2 separate regions of the Sus scrofa genome follow, and region 1 is linked to region 2. A link is a contact called in public Hi-C data. All regions are on one chromosome and are shown on one strand. The core of a region is the stretch at or near the end of the contact, and the rest is flanking DNA. Distances in the headings are between cores, read along the strand shown.

Region 1 (2,992 bases), core at 233-2,732, 620 kb after region 2:
TGACTGTTCATCTTGGAGACCTGCTTGGGACATGGGTACAGCCCAGCACAAGATCTGCACCCTGTCCCACAGTGTGGAGCATCGCTTAACCACCTGCAAGGATTCGCTGCCCTCTCTGGGGGTGGACTCCACCCCCAGCCCTCCCCACCGACCATTGACCCTCCCTGCCTTCTTCATCGTTCCTGCCACAAGTTCCCGCCCTGAACTCCAGCCACAGGTGCCCGCCGCAGATCCTCTCTCAGCCTGGCGCCTCCTCACAGTCAGGGGTGGTGCCGTCTTGAGCTCAGCCCGTGCCCCCTGATGCCCTAATGAATCTCTTATGCTTTACCAACGAGGCCTTGCGTGTTCCTCCTTGGGCAAACCTAGCAATTTTCAAAGCCGAAAAGGACCTCACTGATCATCCGTTCTATAGCCTCGTGTTACTGAGAGGATAACTAAAGGCTAGACAGGGGCAAGTTCAAGGATATTGTAAGAGCTTTGTAGGCCCCATCCCACATTGTGTATCAAACATGGTAAAATGCACTAACTCAAAATATTTGATTTTTATTCAAGAAATGAACAAGATGTTCATCATTTTGCTGTAAACATCATCTGTGGATAACACCTCACTTCTAATTAGCAATAATGTCTCAGTGATTATTGAGCTTAGGAATTATTGTAAAGTGAGAAAAATCTAACCCAACAACCTCTTATTAATTTATAGATTTGAAAGATATATTTAAAAATAAATGACCTGAATATAATAATACCAATCTTTACAGACAAGTGTTTTTCACTTTGGCAATTTCTTTTTTTTAATTTTTGGGAAAATATATATTTTATATATATATATATATTTTATTTTTCCCAGTCCCAAACAATGTCTCAGATCCTTCAAAAGCCCATGGGCACTTCTCTCATATCCTAGCATTCCTGAGGGAGGTGACTTGCTGGGGACGCCACAGTCAGGAGGGACCTCCTTCCACCTCTCCTGCGTGCCTTGTACATGCTATGTGGGTACAGGGTCCATGGCAGCCATGTCTTATCTGAATCTTCTTATTCCTCTTTATGCCTTGAAAGCCCTCCTGGTTGGTCTAGAGAGCAGTTTCATTTTTAGCTTATAAAAGCCACTGTTGACATCCTCTGTTGTGTTTTGTTTTCAAGGCTCAGCCTAGCAAGCATGGGCAACAAAGGCTTGCTGGACCTCACTTCCTGTCTGGTCCCCCAGCTCCCTGGAGACTTGAAGCTCAAATAAATGTTTCTGTCAGGAGGCTGAGCTCCCAGCTGTGTAAATTGGTCACAGATGTAATTGCATTTGCCCTCTGCCCTGGAGGAAAACATGCCTGTGGTTGGGGGTTTAGACGTCTCAGAATGAAAGACATTACTCCTGACTCTGGGTAATAGCCGTGAAGCCTGAAATCAGCTGCCACAGAGACAGGGCGCAGTGTAGCCAGATGTACAGGGCTGTTGCTAGCCAGACGCCAGGCCTGGACGGCCAGTTACACAATTGGGATCATTTCATTGGCCACTTGGGCACAGTCAAGAAGCAAGCTTTCCCACTGGCTCCCCTCACTTCCAAACATGACTCCACCACCCTTCACCCCCTCCCTCTCTAATGCCCGCAGGACCTCTGCCAACAGCTCCAATCCCCATTTTCTTGAACAGCAGGCAAGGGCGGCCCCAGTACATCAACAGTGTCTGTCATGTAACTACCAGAGTCTAATGAAAATAAACAGACACATGCTGCCGACACCCACCCAGCATCTCAAGGTCCTAGCACAAGGTTGACTTAACCAAACAACCATTCAGCGGTGCCCTGGCACAGAAATCAAAGACTGGAGACCCCTGCAGAAGGTGATGAGGCTGAGCCGGGCCAACTCTTCGGGCATTTGAAGCTCTGGATATAGGGCAAGGGAGGCTGGTCCAGGATGGAGAGTCAGAGACAGTCTGTACTTTTCTGGGACTGAAAGGGTGAGAACCATTGCCTGACAATCCTTGAAAATACTGCAAAAGGATCTCACATCATGGCAATTTCTCCAACCAGCTTTCTAAAAATCACGGGCCTTGCAACTGGGGTCTTTTGTTCAGGAGCTGCTGGGTAGCAAATCTCCAGGAGACTGAAGATAAGTGGAATGAAATTTTGAATGTTTATGAAGCTTTTCTATTTCTGGGGTCTTCGCTCTCATTAGAGAAATGGCCAACAAATATGTGCTCCAAGCACTGGGAAACAATTGGACTTTCTCATGCCGTCTTCTGTGATAGGTCTTGGCTAGGAGTGTAGGCTCTGGGGTCAGAATGCCTGGCTTTGAATTCACCATCTACCACCTATTAAACCTGTGACTTTGAGATTCACTCTCCTTCTCAATTTCTTCACTTGTAAAATGGGAATAATAAAAGGCCATACTTCATAGGGTTGCTAAGGGACCATGTTAAATAATTCATGTAATATGCTTTGGAGAGAACCTGGCATATGGGGCGGAGGGGCAACAGAGAGAGAGAGAAGGAGGAAGAGGAGGAGGAATCCCTTGTGATTCTTATATAATTCTGGGATCAAGGAAATGAGTAATTTGCTTTAACATAAGTATATCAGTTCTAATCCCACTATTTAATATGAGCTAGTTTTTCAGTGTTTACACTTAATTATAAAAGAATAGAAATAAATTAATGTTTAACTGTGTCTGAGAGCTCCAAAAGAAATGTTCATTCATAGGTATATGAGCTAGGATTTCCTGCTATACTACTGTGGGTTAATAACCCAGCTTGTCTCCGGGGTGTTACCGGTTCAATCCCTGGCCCCGTGCATCGGGTTAAGGATCCCATGTTACTGCAGCTGTTCCATCTGTGACATAGGTCACAGATGTGACTTGGATTCGATCCCTGGCCTGAGGGCTTCTATATGCCGCAAATGCAGCCAAAGAAGGGAAAGAAAAAGATATGTGAACTAAATGGAAGAAATACACATCTCATTAATAGATGAATTCCCCATAAAATTGTACTCATTACATGTAATTAT
Region 2 (2,994 bases), core at 83-2,582:
AAATCTGGTCCCTCACGGTCATCACAGGGTTTTTTGTAAGGGGTAGCAAGCACATCAGGAGCAGTTTGGAGCTGTATGCAAGTTTCTCTTTTAGTCAGAACCCGTAACAGAGCTGGAGCGCCTACGCCAAGGGCAGAGGCTGTGAGCTGCTGGTTCTGACTGGCCCTCCAAAGGCAAGAAGATGGCACAGGATCTGCCCCCAGCCTGGGGCTTCTCCAGGGTCTCCTCATTAGGGACGCCTTCCCTGACCCCCTCGGATGAAGGCCACCTGCCTTGCAGCCCTGCCCCCGGCTTCTGGTTCCTGGTCCCTAGTACCCCCACCCGGCTCTTAGGGGGTGTGCTGCCCTCTCTGCAGAGCTGTCCCTGGTACACAGTAGGCCCTCAGCAGCTACTTCCACCATCGTGGGGCACGAAGGTGGGGAGGCTGGGCACCTCCCGGGACTGCCTCGAAAACAGTGTGTGCCCCGGGGTGACATAAGGCTCCTGATCAGGGGCGACAGTAAGCTGAGGGCCTGCGGGAGGACAGGGCTGGCTCCTGTCCCCTGCAGGCCCATGGGGCCAGGCTGCTCATTCGGCGTGCCGGCCGTCAGGGCGGCTGTGGGAGTCACCCCGAGTATCTCTGCTGGGCCCCGGCTCCTTGGACGGCACTGGCGGTCCTTCTCAGAGGCAGCCTTCCCCCGGCTCCGCTGGGGTCCGCTCCGCGCTCTGGCCCGCGGTCACGGCGATAGGACAGGGACACCTGGCGGCTGGCTGGCTGTGGGGTCCCGCCTCCGCTCTCTTTCTTAAGCGCAACCTCATTTCTGCTTTCTTTTCAGGGAAGATCTGTTTCTTTAACGACTTTTTACCGAACAGCTAGAAATATCATGAACATGTGCTTCAGCAAGGAGCCGGCCCCCGCGGAGATCGAGGTGAGTGCGGCCGGGGGGCGTGGGCGGCCCGCCCCGCTGTCCTGGTTTTCACCCCTGCCCATCCGAGCTGTCGAGGTTCCGAAAAGGAATAATCAAGGGAGGGCCCCCCCGCCCCCCCCACACCTCCGGCTTGTCCCCGCCTCGCCCGACCAGAGGCCGCAGCCAGCGGGGCGCTCCCGGCGCGGGCCTGCCCAGCCGCCGCCCTCTCTCGCCCCTTCTCACCCCGGGCCCGGGAGCCTGTTACGCAAGAGAATGTTTGCAATCCCTTGGAACCACAGTTGTGCTTTTTCCTCTCCTATTTTTTATGTAATGGGATTGGCAGGTTGCCATTTTTGTGCTCCTGCCAGCTCTCCTCTTGGAGTTAGCGTGAGGTTGCAGAGCCCAATTAGGGGCTGTGTGAGGCTCGACAGAGGGCCAGGGCCCCGGTCTGTTTGTTTACATCCCCCGGCAGCTCCCAGCCACATGGCCAGAGGCTCCCCGATGCCGTCGGAGGGGGGCCTGTCCAGGGAGAGACGGCTCCTCCCACCACTCCCGCAGGGAGAGGGGAGAGGGGGCCGCAGCCTTGGCTTTTGTGGTGTGCAGCTGCTTTCAGGCCCTGTCATCTCCGAGGAGCTATGCCTCATCCTCCAGGTAAACCCCGAGCTGACCTCCACAGGGCCCAGGCCCTGATCTGACCGGGTTTCCTGGGACTGGGTTTTCTGGACTCAGTCCAGGTTGCCTGGTCCCGGTCCCCCTGCCCTCTGTCTGTGTCATGTGGACCCCCACCTCCGACGGTGGCCATTGGTAGCCCAGGAGGGCCCACTCTAGTGCCAGGTCTGGTTCCCAGGTTGGCGGGGCGCGAGTTTGATTTTAGCCCCCTTGTCGTTCTTCTCAGGCTTCAGGTCTCTGCTGGTGGGCATGGCCTGCCCGAGCTCTGTACCCTGGGCTGTATCTGTGGACAGCATGCAGTGGCCTGACCCCCACCCTGTCCGCCAGTTTTGACCCTGCCAAAGCCACGTTCCATCAACCCTGATATCCACAGGGCTCTGATTCTGGAACACGTGTGGCCACGACAGTTGCTTCTGGAGCGCTCGCGCCATTTGTGGGGGAAACGTCAGAGGAAAGGAACGTGACTCTCGGGGGCTGAACCTCCGAGCTGAAAACGGGACCTTTGTCCTACCCTTTCTAGCACACGTCTTTGTCGGAGTCTCCAGAGGTGCAGGGTTGTTACTTTGCTTGCTGTGAAGAAAGTTTGGCCTGCTTTAGTTTCCTGCTTGAGAATTAATTTTCCTTAAAAGTCTGGGTTTTGCTTTAGCGGTTGCATAGTATTTAAACACAAAGGGAAGGTTTGCTAAAATCCAAACTTTTGGTCTTCGTCTGGCGAACTTCTGGGTCCTGCAGAGAGCTGGGCCTGTCCTTGGCCCGGGGTCACCAGCTGCGCTGCCCCCACCTAGCGATGGTGCCCTTCCTCCCCGCAGAGGTGGCGTGAGTCTCGGCAGACGGTCCGTAGGGCTGGCCTGGCCCTGTCCCCTCGGACTGCTCCCCTGTCCCTTATCTGTAAGGATGTCCTTTTCAGAGACCCATGCCTATGATGCTGTCACTTTTCTTCTCAACGAGGGGCCTCTGGCCACCCCCAGGCTTGTCCCTCTCCGTAGGAGCCGCACAGCAGGGTGGGGGCCGACGCCTGGCGCTCCTGGAGGAGCCTCCTCCCGGAGGGGTTGGCGGAGCCCGGAGGGTGATGCTGCACTTCTGGGATGGTGACAAAACAGGCCCAAGAGGGGCCGCTGAGGGGGCAACCCTGCTACGCTAGCCAGGCCAGTGCTGACCTGCTCTTGCCCTGAGCTTGTTTATTGGATCGTGCCTGTGAGGATGACCTGGTCAGCTTTCGAACCTGGCCCGTGCCCACCCCTCCCCGCCTGTCTCATTGGCTCGGGGCACAGCCTAGAGGTCTGGGGCCTTCCCTTCCCTTGCTGTCCTAGGGTGCAGCTGTCCTGGCCACGCGTGGTTGTCAGGGTTGCCGGTTGTTGGGCTGTTGGGAGGAGTAGGCCATGTGCCCAGAGCCCGCCTGGAGGCGTGTTCCTGCCTCCTCAGGACTGGGGGGTGTCTT

The links. Hi-C and Micro-C count contacts between places; a contact is called where the count stands out from the background.
Region 1: a Hi-C map of embryonic fibroblasts shows a contact between it and region 2, with 2.2 times the contacts expected there. The contact joins two enhancer-like sites.

What each region holds. Positions count from the first base shown.
Region 1 is chr7:12,204,824-12,207,815 of Sscrofa11.1, forward strand. The region is part of intron 1 of LOC106504328 (a long non-coding RNA gene); the gene reads left to right. Among named protein-coding and RNA genes, the nearest start is that of GMPR, 48 kb to the right of the region's middle. Within about 2 kb of position 1,483, at least 24 of the 83 cell types and tissues checked have an H3K27ac peak or open chromatin away from gene starts, as enhancers often do. A contact at or near this core is called in embryonic fibroblasts, where this site is marked.
Region 2 is chr7:11,585,154-11,588,147 of Sscrofa11.1, forward strand. JARID2 (protein Jumonji) reads left to right here. Exons shown (of 19, transcript XM_021100205.1): 10 at 816-908. Among named protein-coding and RNA genes, the nearest start is that of DTNBP1, 130 kb to the right of the region's middle. Within about 2 kb of position 1,333, at least 51 of the 83 cell types and tissues checked have an H3K27ac peak or open chromatin away from gene starts, as enhancers often do. A contact at or near this core is called in embryonic fibroblasts, where this site is marked.